Regions from separate parts of the Mus musculus genome. Here all the other regions are linked to region 3. The links are chromatin contacts, called in public HiChIP or PLAC-seq and promoter capture Hi-C maps. All regions are on one chromosome and are shown on one strand. The core of a region is the stretch at or near the end of the contact, and the rest is flanking DNA. Distances in the headings are between cores, read along the strand shown. Region 1 overlaps Usp37 (ubiquitin specific peptidase 37). Region 2 holds the start of Rufy4 (RUN and FYVE domain containing 4). Region 3 holds the start of Tmbim1 (transmembrane BAX inhibitor motif containing 1).

The links. HiChIP or PLAC-seq counts read pairs in DNA pulled down with a chosen protein or histone mark. Capture Hi-C pulls out chosen DNA fragments and counts their contacts.
Region 1: a contact with region 3 is called in an HNF4G HiChIP or PLAC-seq map of pancreatic cancer cells. The contact joins the enhancer-like site here to the promoter of Tmbim1 in region 3. A contact is called at or near these places in 19 of 39 promoter capture datasets (the 3T3-L1 cell line, 3T3-L1-derived adipocytes, the C10 cell line and 14 more), 4 of 15 datasets of contacts at CTCF or cohesin (CD8 T cells, the NIH/3T3 cell line and pro-B cells), 46 of 484 Hi-C or Micro-C datasets (the AML12 cell line, B cells, the Ba/F3 cell line and 35 more), 19 of 115 datasets of contacts at active chromatin or transcription factors (the HPC-7 cell line, the NIH/3T3 cell line, bone marrow-derived dendritic cells and 14 more) and 4 of 9 other capture datasets (adipose tissue, liver, macrophages and 1 more).
Region 2: a contact with region 3 is called in a promoter capture Hi-C map of adipose tissue. The contact joins the promoter of Rufy4 here to the promoter of Tmbim1 in region 3. A contact is called at or near these places in 1 of 484 Hi-C or Micro-C datasets (CD4 T cells), 2 of 115 datasets of contacts at active chromatin or transcription factors (embryonic stem cells and pancreatic cancer cells) and 2 of 9 other capture datasets (adipose tissue and liver).

The regions. Positions count from the first base shown.
Region 1 is chr1:74,436,821-74,439,520 of GRCm38.p6, forward strand. Usp37 (ubiquitin specific peptidase 37) reads right to left here. Exons shown (of 24, transcript NM_001310662.1): 24 at 1-2,658. The coding sequence ends at 2,571. Among named protein-coding and RNA genes, the nearest start is that of Vil1, 29 kb to the left of the region's middle. Within about 2 kb of position 1,406, at least 114 of the 459 cell types and tissues checked have an H3K27ac peak or open chromatin away from gene starts, as enhancers often do. A contact at or near this core is called in the G1E-ER4 cell line, the HPC-7 cell line, the NIH/3T3 cell line and 15 more, where this site is marked.
Region 2 is chr1:74,124,222-74,126,921 of GRCm38.p6, forward strand. It overlaps Rufy4 (RUN and FYVE domain containing 4), which reads left to right and starts at 1,320. Exons shown (of 12, transcript NM_001170641.1): 1 at 1,320-1,393. Tns1 (tensin 1) reads right to left here and starts at 327. Exons shown (of 33, transcript NM_001289895.2): 1 at 71-327. The coding sequence starts at 226.
Region 3 is chr1:74,303,009-74,305,708 of GRCm38.p6, forward strand. It overlaps Tmbim1 (transmembrane BAX inhibitor motif containing 1), which reads right to left and starts at 1,328. Exons shown (of 12, transcript NM_027154.5): 1 at 1,115-1,328. All of the region lies in intron 2 of Pnkd (paroxysmal nonkinesiogenic dyskinesia), which reads left to right.

The DNA of each region.
Region 1 (2,700 bases), core at 156-2,655, 130 kb after region 3:
ACTATCCCTACGAAACAAGAGCACTGCCTCCCTATAGATTTAAGTGACGGTCTTGGCTATTAAAATAAACAACATTCACATGCAGCTTTTTAACTCTGCATAACATGGCGGGTGGGGGTGGAAAATCAACTTTTTAGTTTATTCTCTTTCCCAGTTTTGGCTAAGATGAGAAGACTGCATAGAGTACTAGTTGCTATAAAATTCCAGTTCAGTCATTTAAAGTAACATAACCATACATTTGGCATTTTATACAGGAAAGTTATTATGCTGACTGAAGGGAACCAACACCCTCTGTTCCTATCTAATAATCTGCCCCTTCTTAGCCTAACATGTTAACTGTTCTATCCCCCAATTCTTTGATCACAGTATTAAAAAAAGAGACTATATTTACTCATAATTTTAAAATAGACACAGGCAGCTTAGAACAACCAGTACCCTATCAATACAGTCTAGGTGAGATTGCCATTTGGAGTCAAGCAGTCAGTTAAAGGAAAGAAGGGAGCAGGGAAGCTGACAGGTCATCATATGGACTGGACATAAAATTCAAATCCTAAATTTGCAAGGAGTAACTATTTATAACTAACACAAGTCCTGCCCAAGACATGGGAGTCAAAAGGAATCAGGCTCTGTGGCGAGCCACGGCCTTCTAAGTCAACAGGGACACAAGCAGGTATGAGAGTGGTCCAGATGCCCAGGAGGCAGTCCAGACTGAGGGCATCATGTCTGCGTCCTCATGCCATGATGCAGAGCCTTTTTTTTTTTTTAAATTAAATAAACTTCCTCATCATTTCAACTGCTCGAAGTTCTCCAGTAGAGACAAGAGAACTCACTAAAGCACACCATCATCACCCTGGGTGCTCAAGACAACCAGTCACTTTCAAGAAAAACAAGACAAAAGGAGACTCCTGCTCGAGGTGAAACAACACAATTTAAAGTTAGCTTTAAAAACAAATGTTTTTCTCTGTTGTAAACTGCTGCATACCCTCCCCGTGCCACTGTGGAACATTCACTATAACAATGTGTGCTGGCAGATGGTGGAGTCAGAGTTTCTCAGCAGTCAAAGCCCCGAGGCACACGTCAGCAGTTCAGAGCTTTAGAAGAGGTGATTAGTGAGAATATACCCAGGTTCTAAGAGTCAGGCTGGAGCTCTCTGAATACACTCTTCCAGAAAAGATGCTGCATCTTCAGTGATGGGTTTTAACATCTTCTGAAAATCTAACATGGTTTCATATCTAACTCAGAACTCACAGCAACCCTCCCATTAATAATAGAAGAAAAAATAGGGAACAAAACAAATGCAGACTTCATGTTGCTAAGGTCTGTGCAATCCTAATGACACTTGTGCTGACAGATTCCCCAGGCTCATCATGGTTTCGTTAGCTGCTTACCCAGGCAGGTCACGTGGGCAGAGTGACTCATGCAGTACTTGCCGCTGCACTGACACTTGGTCTCACTCGGAGCACTAACAAGTAAGATATGTACTAGGCACCTTTGATTGATAGCTCCTGGAATCCCCTCCCACTACTTATTTTCACCCTAGCAACACAGTGTTTAGCTTTTAGCTTTAGTGGCCCAGAATCTGCACTGTAAAAAGTGGCATGCCCCTGCTTTCTCTGCCTGCAGGACAGAGACTAGTGTTCCTCCCTGCCCTAAGCATCCCTGTCAGTCCCAGTTGAAGCTGTCTTTGAACCTTTTATAACCGAGGCTGTAATCCATTGGGTCATGCCTGTTCCATGGGAAAATGATACAGAAGAAAATATAAGCTTCTAGCTTTACCATCAGCACGCCACAGAAGACGATGATGAACACACCGTGTGGAGGCATCTGAGAGAAAATGCCAAGGGCATGATAAACAGCAAGTGTGGGGCTGGAACACTCCGAAGCACCAACAATCCATTGTTTGGAAACTGCATGTAAACAGCATGAGAGTCATAAAATCAAAAGAAAAATAAAACTCAAATCAGGCTACAGAAATACCTCTTGCAAGGAAAATAAACTGTTTTTAGTGTAACTAGCTTCCCAGAGAGCTTTACTTACAACAAACATAAAATGTTGGACTTGAGTGAAGCCATTCAAAAGACAAAAAAAAAAAAAAAAAAAAAAAAAAACCAACCCAAAAAGCCCCAAAGTTAAGAGCCAAACGCTATGCGCACCCCCACACTGCCTCAAATGAATGTGCTTGGACACTTTGATTTCTCGGCCAAACAGCTGCAGCATTCACTGTGAGCAAGAGCACTACTTCTGTTGGCTCATCCTAGCTCTTTAAGGCTCCATTCATTCAGTATATGCGTGTGGGTATGTACATATATATTTACAGTATGTATTCATTCCTAAGACAAAAGGAAGCGGCACTCTTGTAGAAGAAAAAGAGGATAATCAGCTATAGATGCGACCAAGGTTTCCATAAAACAGCATGGAGCGTTGCACATGACTGAAGTTTCTTTTGGTTTGGCCCTGAGCTGTTGTTGCTCCTGCATCAAGTAGAGTTCCCAATTCTCTTCGGGCAGAGGACGTCAAGGAGGGTGGCAGTGACAGACGTGCAGCTTGTGCTGACGCCCACGAGGTTCTCCTCATGAAGCCTGACGGGCAGCTCTCCCCACCTCCATGCTAAGCGCCTGAGAGGTTTTTTCTGTCTCCAGCAACTCATCAAAGATCTCCCTTAAAAAACAAACCACAAAAATCAGAAACCAACGAGAAGAG
Region 2 (2,700 bases), core at 70-2,569, 180 kb before region 3:
ACTCCTTACTGTCCCAGATGGACCGGGCTCTGCCGTGCCCGCTGCCCGCATCCGGCCCACAGCTCCCTACCTGAAGCAGCAGCCGCCTCCTCGGGTCGGGCGCCGCACCCCCGGGCTCACAGCGCTCGGGCCGCGCGGGGCCCGGCGGAGTCCCGGGGGGCTGCGGGCCGCAGGAGGGCAGAGGCTCGAGCGCCTCGCAGCACACCAGGCTCACGGTGCAGCCCATCCGGCCCGGGACCCGGCGGGCCCGGGGCGGGGACGCGGACTACCCGCGAGCCGGCCCGCCCCCCAGCCCCAGCGACCTCTCGGCCCCAGGCGTCTGCGACGTGGGGAAGAAGGGCGACGCCCCCGGCCCGCCCCGTCGGAGTCCGCCTCCGCCTCCGCCACCGCTCTGCCAGGCAGTGGGAGTGCGGGGCCTGGCGAGGGGCGGCGACACGGACGCTGGAGGCAGAAGGCGGGGAGGGGACCCGAGGGCGCGGGAAGGCGGGAGGGGCGGCGGCGGGATCCCCGGGACAGGCTGAACTGGGAACGCAAGAGAGCGACGCCGTGACTAGTGAGCGACTGAGAGACTGACACCAGAGAAGGGATCTGAAGGGACAGAGACGGTGGCATGGAGGACGAGGGGAGCGCCGGGGTTAGATCTGGCTCTGCACCGGGCAGAAGGGCGGGACATGGAGCAGAGAACAGCACGTTTGGGGATCGCTCTGAGCCCTACTTACAAGTAGTTCCTCGAGCTCGTAAAAGTAGTTCTAGAAGTCCCTAACCCTTGGTTTTAAGTGACATGCCAGCCTGGCCTAGAAAAAGGATGACCCCAGCACCAGGAAGTTGAACGAGAGCAGCGGGAAAGACCACCCTACACCGAGCAGCCCACCTGGCGTTTCCATCCCCGGGAAGTGGGTACCAGGGCTGGAAGGAAGGCACCCCAACACTGACTGGGATCCCGCAGCTGGCTGGGGTAAGAGGAGGGAGAAAGACACTTGGTGGCCGTTTGCCCCTTCTCCCCACCTGTGTCACTTTCAGTCCAGTGACAGAAGAGACAACTCGAGAAAAGGAGCCCACTAGCGCTTCTGTCAGCCCCTTTCCGCCATCTACTGGCAACAAGACAGAAAGACAGGAGCAGGTGCCCGGGAAAGGAAGCCCCTGCCGGTGTTGTGTTTTGCCACCAACTGGCCTCATGCCAGATGACTTTGAGGAAGCCACCCATTCTGCCTCAGTGCCCTGATCTTTCTCTACCACTTCTCCCTGGCCAGGGTTGGTCCAGCCCCCTTCAGGCTGGGCTGAGTCACTCCCCAGGCAGGAGAGCTGGAAAAGACTGTGCAGAGCCCACAGTCACAAGGGACATACTCAGGCTACAGAATCCTGCCCACATCCCAAACAGACAAGCTTTTCTCAGGTGAGCACGGGAGTCCCTGGGCTTGGGGATTAGGTAGAGAGACCCTAGAAAAGGTCTGTAGAGAACTTCTTTTTTGTTTGTTTTTTGTTTTTTGTTTTTTTGAGACAGGGTTTCTCTGTATAGCCCTGGCTGTCCTGGAGCTTACTTTGTAGCCCAGGCTGGCCTCGAACTCAGAAATCCGCCTGCCTCTGCCTCTCCAGTGCTGGGATTAAAGGCGTGCGCCACCACGCCCAGCTTGTAGAGAACTTCTGTCTAACCCTTGGTGTACAGGTCAGGAAAGTGGAGCCTAAGAAAGGGTGACCAGTCCAGGACGGGACCTTTATCTTCTGACTCCCGATCCTGGGCCCCATGCACTGCTGTCCTAGCCTTTCTTTTCTTCTTTTCCCTTTCTTCCCCCCATGATCCACTGCTACAGGATCATGCCAGAGCTACCCTGCCCACAAACTCCAGCACTCCTGCCTGGGAAGCTGGACACCTGGCCTGGCTTTTGATGCCAGGATCTCAGCCTAAGCTCATTCAACATCCTTCAAGGGCAACAGTATCCCTCTCTGAGCCCCAGGACCCTTGAGAGACAGAAGTAGAGTTCTACGAGAGAGGGTGGTGGGATTCAAACCAGGCACCCTGCTCCCCACACCGAACATTGGTTCAGTCCCAATGTTGCACCCTCTGTCTACTTCTGCATGCTTTCCCAGAGAACATACATTTTCCACTCAGCTGGGGCCCTGGAAAGGATGAATGTGGGTCCCAAGGCAATGACACTCTGCTGAGGCTCAGGGGCTAGTCCGGGGGAAAGGAGGTGACAGTTCCCCTAGCTGGGTGTCCCCATGGTGCAGGCATTCTGTTCGACTCATAAGGAAGTCTGAGCTCAGCTTACAGCTTTGTGATACTGGGCTGAGATTTACCCTCTCTGTGCCTAGTCACCATGTGTAATGCTATGCTCTGGAGGCTACTAAGGGGATTGAATGAGACAAAGATGTCAGCAATGGCCAGGGTGACCAACACCAGTGATAGCTCAATAAGTAGAGACTGCTGATACCATTGCATGCACTAGCAAGATTTTGCTGAAAGGACCCAGATATGGCTGTCTCTTATGAGACTATGCCGGGGCCTAGAAAACACAGAAGTGGATGCTCACAGTCAGCTATTAGATGGATCATAGGGCCCCCAATGGAGGAGCTAGAGAAAGTACCCAAGGAGCTAAAGGGAACTGCAACCCTATAGGTGGAACAACAATATGAACTAACCAGTACCCCGGAGCTCTTGTCTCTAGCTGCATATGTATCAAAAGATGGCCTAGTCAGCCATCA
Region 3 (2,700 bases), core at 78-2,577:
CTTCCATGACAGCTCTCCCCACTTATCCGGTGTTTAGGTTGACCCTCAGCCCCATGGGTACCACCACCCATAGGCCACAGTGGAGTGAGTGACTGGGGAAGGATGCCCCGGGGAACAAGACCTGGTGAAGACAGTCCAGGCTCTGCCTTGGCAGAGAGCCTTCCATTCCTTCCTCCTTTTCTGGTTCCCTCCTGGCCCTCCCAAACCTGCTTTCCCTTTTCCCATTTCCCTGTTTCTTTTTTTTTTTTTTTTTTTTTTTTATTTTTTATTCTGACCTAAAGAGGTCACCAGGGCCAGGCAAGACAGCTTTCACCTGTAATACTCCCAGCACTTAAGGATCTGAGGCAACAAGTTCAAGGCTTGACTGGGCTACTGAGTGAAACTGTCTCAAATAAATAAATAAATAAATAAATAAATAAATAAATAAACCAACCAACCAACCAACCAACCAACCAACCAACCACAGTTCATCAGCTTGACTGTACTTTCTGGTAGGCTTCTGAATTACAGAGCAAAGGAACAGGAGCAGGCCAGGTTAGGAGTAGGAATGGCTTCTTCTTTAGACCTTAGGTTGGCCCGCTGGCTTCTCTGAGCTAGGGCTCCCTCCTCCCACCCCCCACCTTAGACAGATTCTCATCACCAGTTTTTACGCAGCCTGGTGACGCCAGGGCAAGCTCGAACAGCCCCGGGTGGGTTCCAAGCCTCTGGCTGGCTCCCTCCCTCCCTCTCCCCACCAGCTGAGGACCATGACCGCCTCCATTCTCACTTGCTGCACGGCCACTCTGGGGCCCCGGAGTGGGGGACACGTCCTCAGACAAACAAGCCACTCAGCCACTGAGAGGAGCACCCTACAAGAAGCGGGTCAGCTCGCGGGTGCGCACCGAATGCGGTTGCGCCACAAGCCCGGGCCATATGTCCTGCCCGGGCGCACATGGAAAGTGAAGACCGGAACAGGCAGAACGAAAGGACCCTAGCCTGGCTCCGGAGCACGACCGGAGTCGGCCCGCGCGTGCCAGAAAAGTTCGGGCGCCTGGGCGCAGCGCCGCCCCAGGCCACTTCCATTCCCCGCCGGTCTCGGGTCCCCACCTCCAACGGCCGCAGCCCCCTCACTTGCCTGCGCTGTTCCGGACCGTGAGATCCGCCTGGGCCTCCGGGCGCTGGCGAGGACTGGGCTGGGCCGGGCTGGACTGGGGCTCCGTGCCCCGCCCCGTCTCTCTCCGCCGCCAGTGGGGAGGAGCCGCCCGGCACCCCGAGACCTCCAGGGAGCGCTGGGGTCCCCTCCAGACCTCAACCACGACCCAGGTGTGAGTGGTTCACATTTACTGGAAGCAACGCCGGTTCGCAGCGAAAACCCAAACTCACTGGGAAAAAAATAACTTCTTTCCATGAATTCCAGACTCCACCCCAGTAAGAAGTGCTATTTATGCGTCATCAGTGCCTACATATCAGCGATTTGCGCTAGGGGCTTTAGAGCTAATCCTGTTGTCTTAAAAGTTGTTATTGGGTTTGTTTTTTTGTTTGTTTGTATTCTGGGTAAAAGAGCGATGTCGCTATGTACCTCAGGCTGGTCTCCAGCACTTGTCACCCGGCCTCAGCCCAAGTGTTGCAATTACTGACCCTGGTTTCACATAGTCAGATTTCACTGATTTTTTTTCCCTCTTTTTCTTTTTTGTCACTAACTGATCTTCAGCACTTTCGGTCTAGGGGCGTAGGTCAGTGGTAGATCTCTGGCTTTCCATGTGAGAGACCCAGCTGGGTTTCATCCCCATGCCAGGAAAACCAAACAACAAAAGAATAGTTTCAATGATGCACAATATTGTATCACATGGCTATGCTATGTTTATATCAATTCATTCTTAAAACTTCTTATTTCGTGAAAAAAAAATTTAAGTCACAAAAAAAAGAAAGAAAAAAAAAGAAAAGAAAAATTTAAGTCACAAAAAAGTCTGTGGTGACTAAGAATTCTGTGCTTGTAAGCTAACCGCCCTTTTCAAATGTAAAACTTCAAACACAGGCATGAGACTCCGAAGCTATGCTTGGAATCAGTCATGTGTCACTTAATGACAGGGATGTGCTAGGTTAGGAAATTTCTGTTTTGCAAACCTCATGGTGTGTTTACACTAACAGCTCACTATGTGTGACTGGGAAGTAAAAATAATCTTATAGCAGTTGGCAGTATGCTGGCTTAGGGTGCGAGCAGTCCTGGGTTCCATCTCCAGCACTGCATAAACAGTGGAAGTGGCATGTGCCCGTAATGCCAGATATTTTGGGAATGTTAATAATAAAATAACTTACCTCAAAGAGGTTAAGAGGAGCCAAATATGTGGCCATGGTCAGAGAAAACCAATATAGGTTATCCAAAAGTCTGTGTTCCAACATGGGAATCGTTTGGTGAAGTTTTGAGGAGGTTGGAAAGTCATCTTAATTAGGGTTTTATTGCTGTAAACAAACACCATGACCAAGGCAGCTCTTATAAGGACAGCATTTAATTGGAGCTGACTTACAGGTTCAGAGGTTCAGGCAATTATCATCAAGGCGGCATCCAGGCAGGCGTGGTGCAGGAGGAGCTGAGAGTTCTAAGTCTTCATCTGAAAGTCACTAGAAGACTGGCTTCCAGGCAGCTAGGATGAAGGTCCTAAAGCCCATGCCCACAGTGACACACTTCCTCCAACAATGCCACACCTACTCTAACAAGGCCAA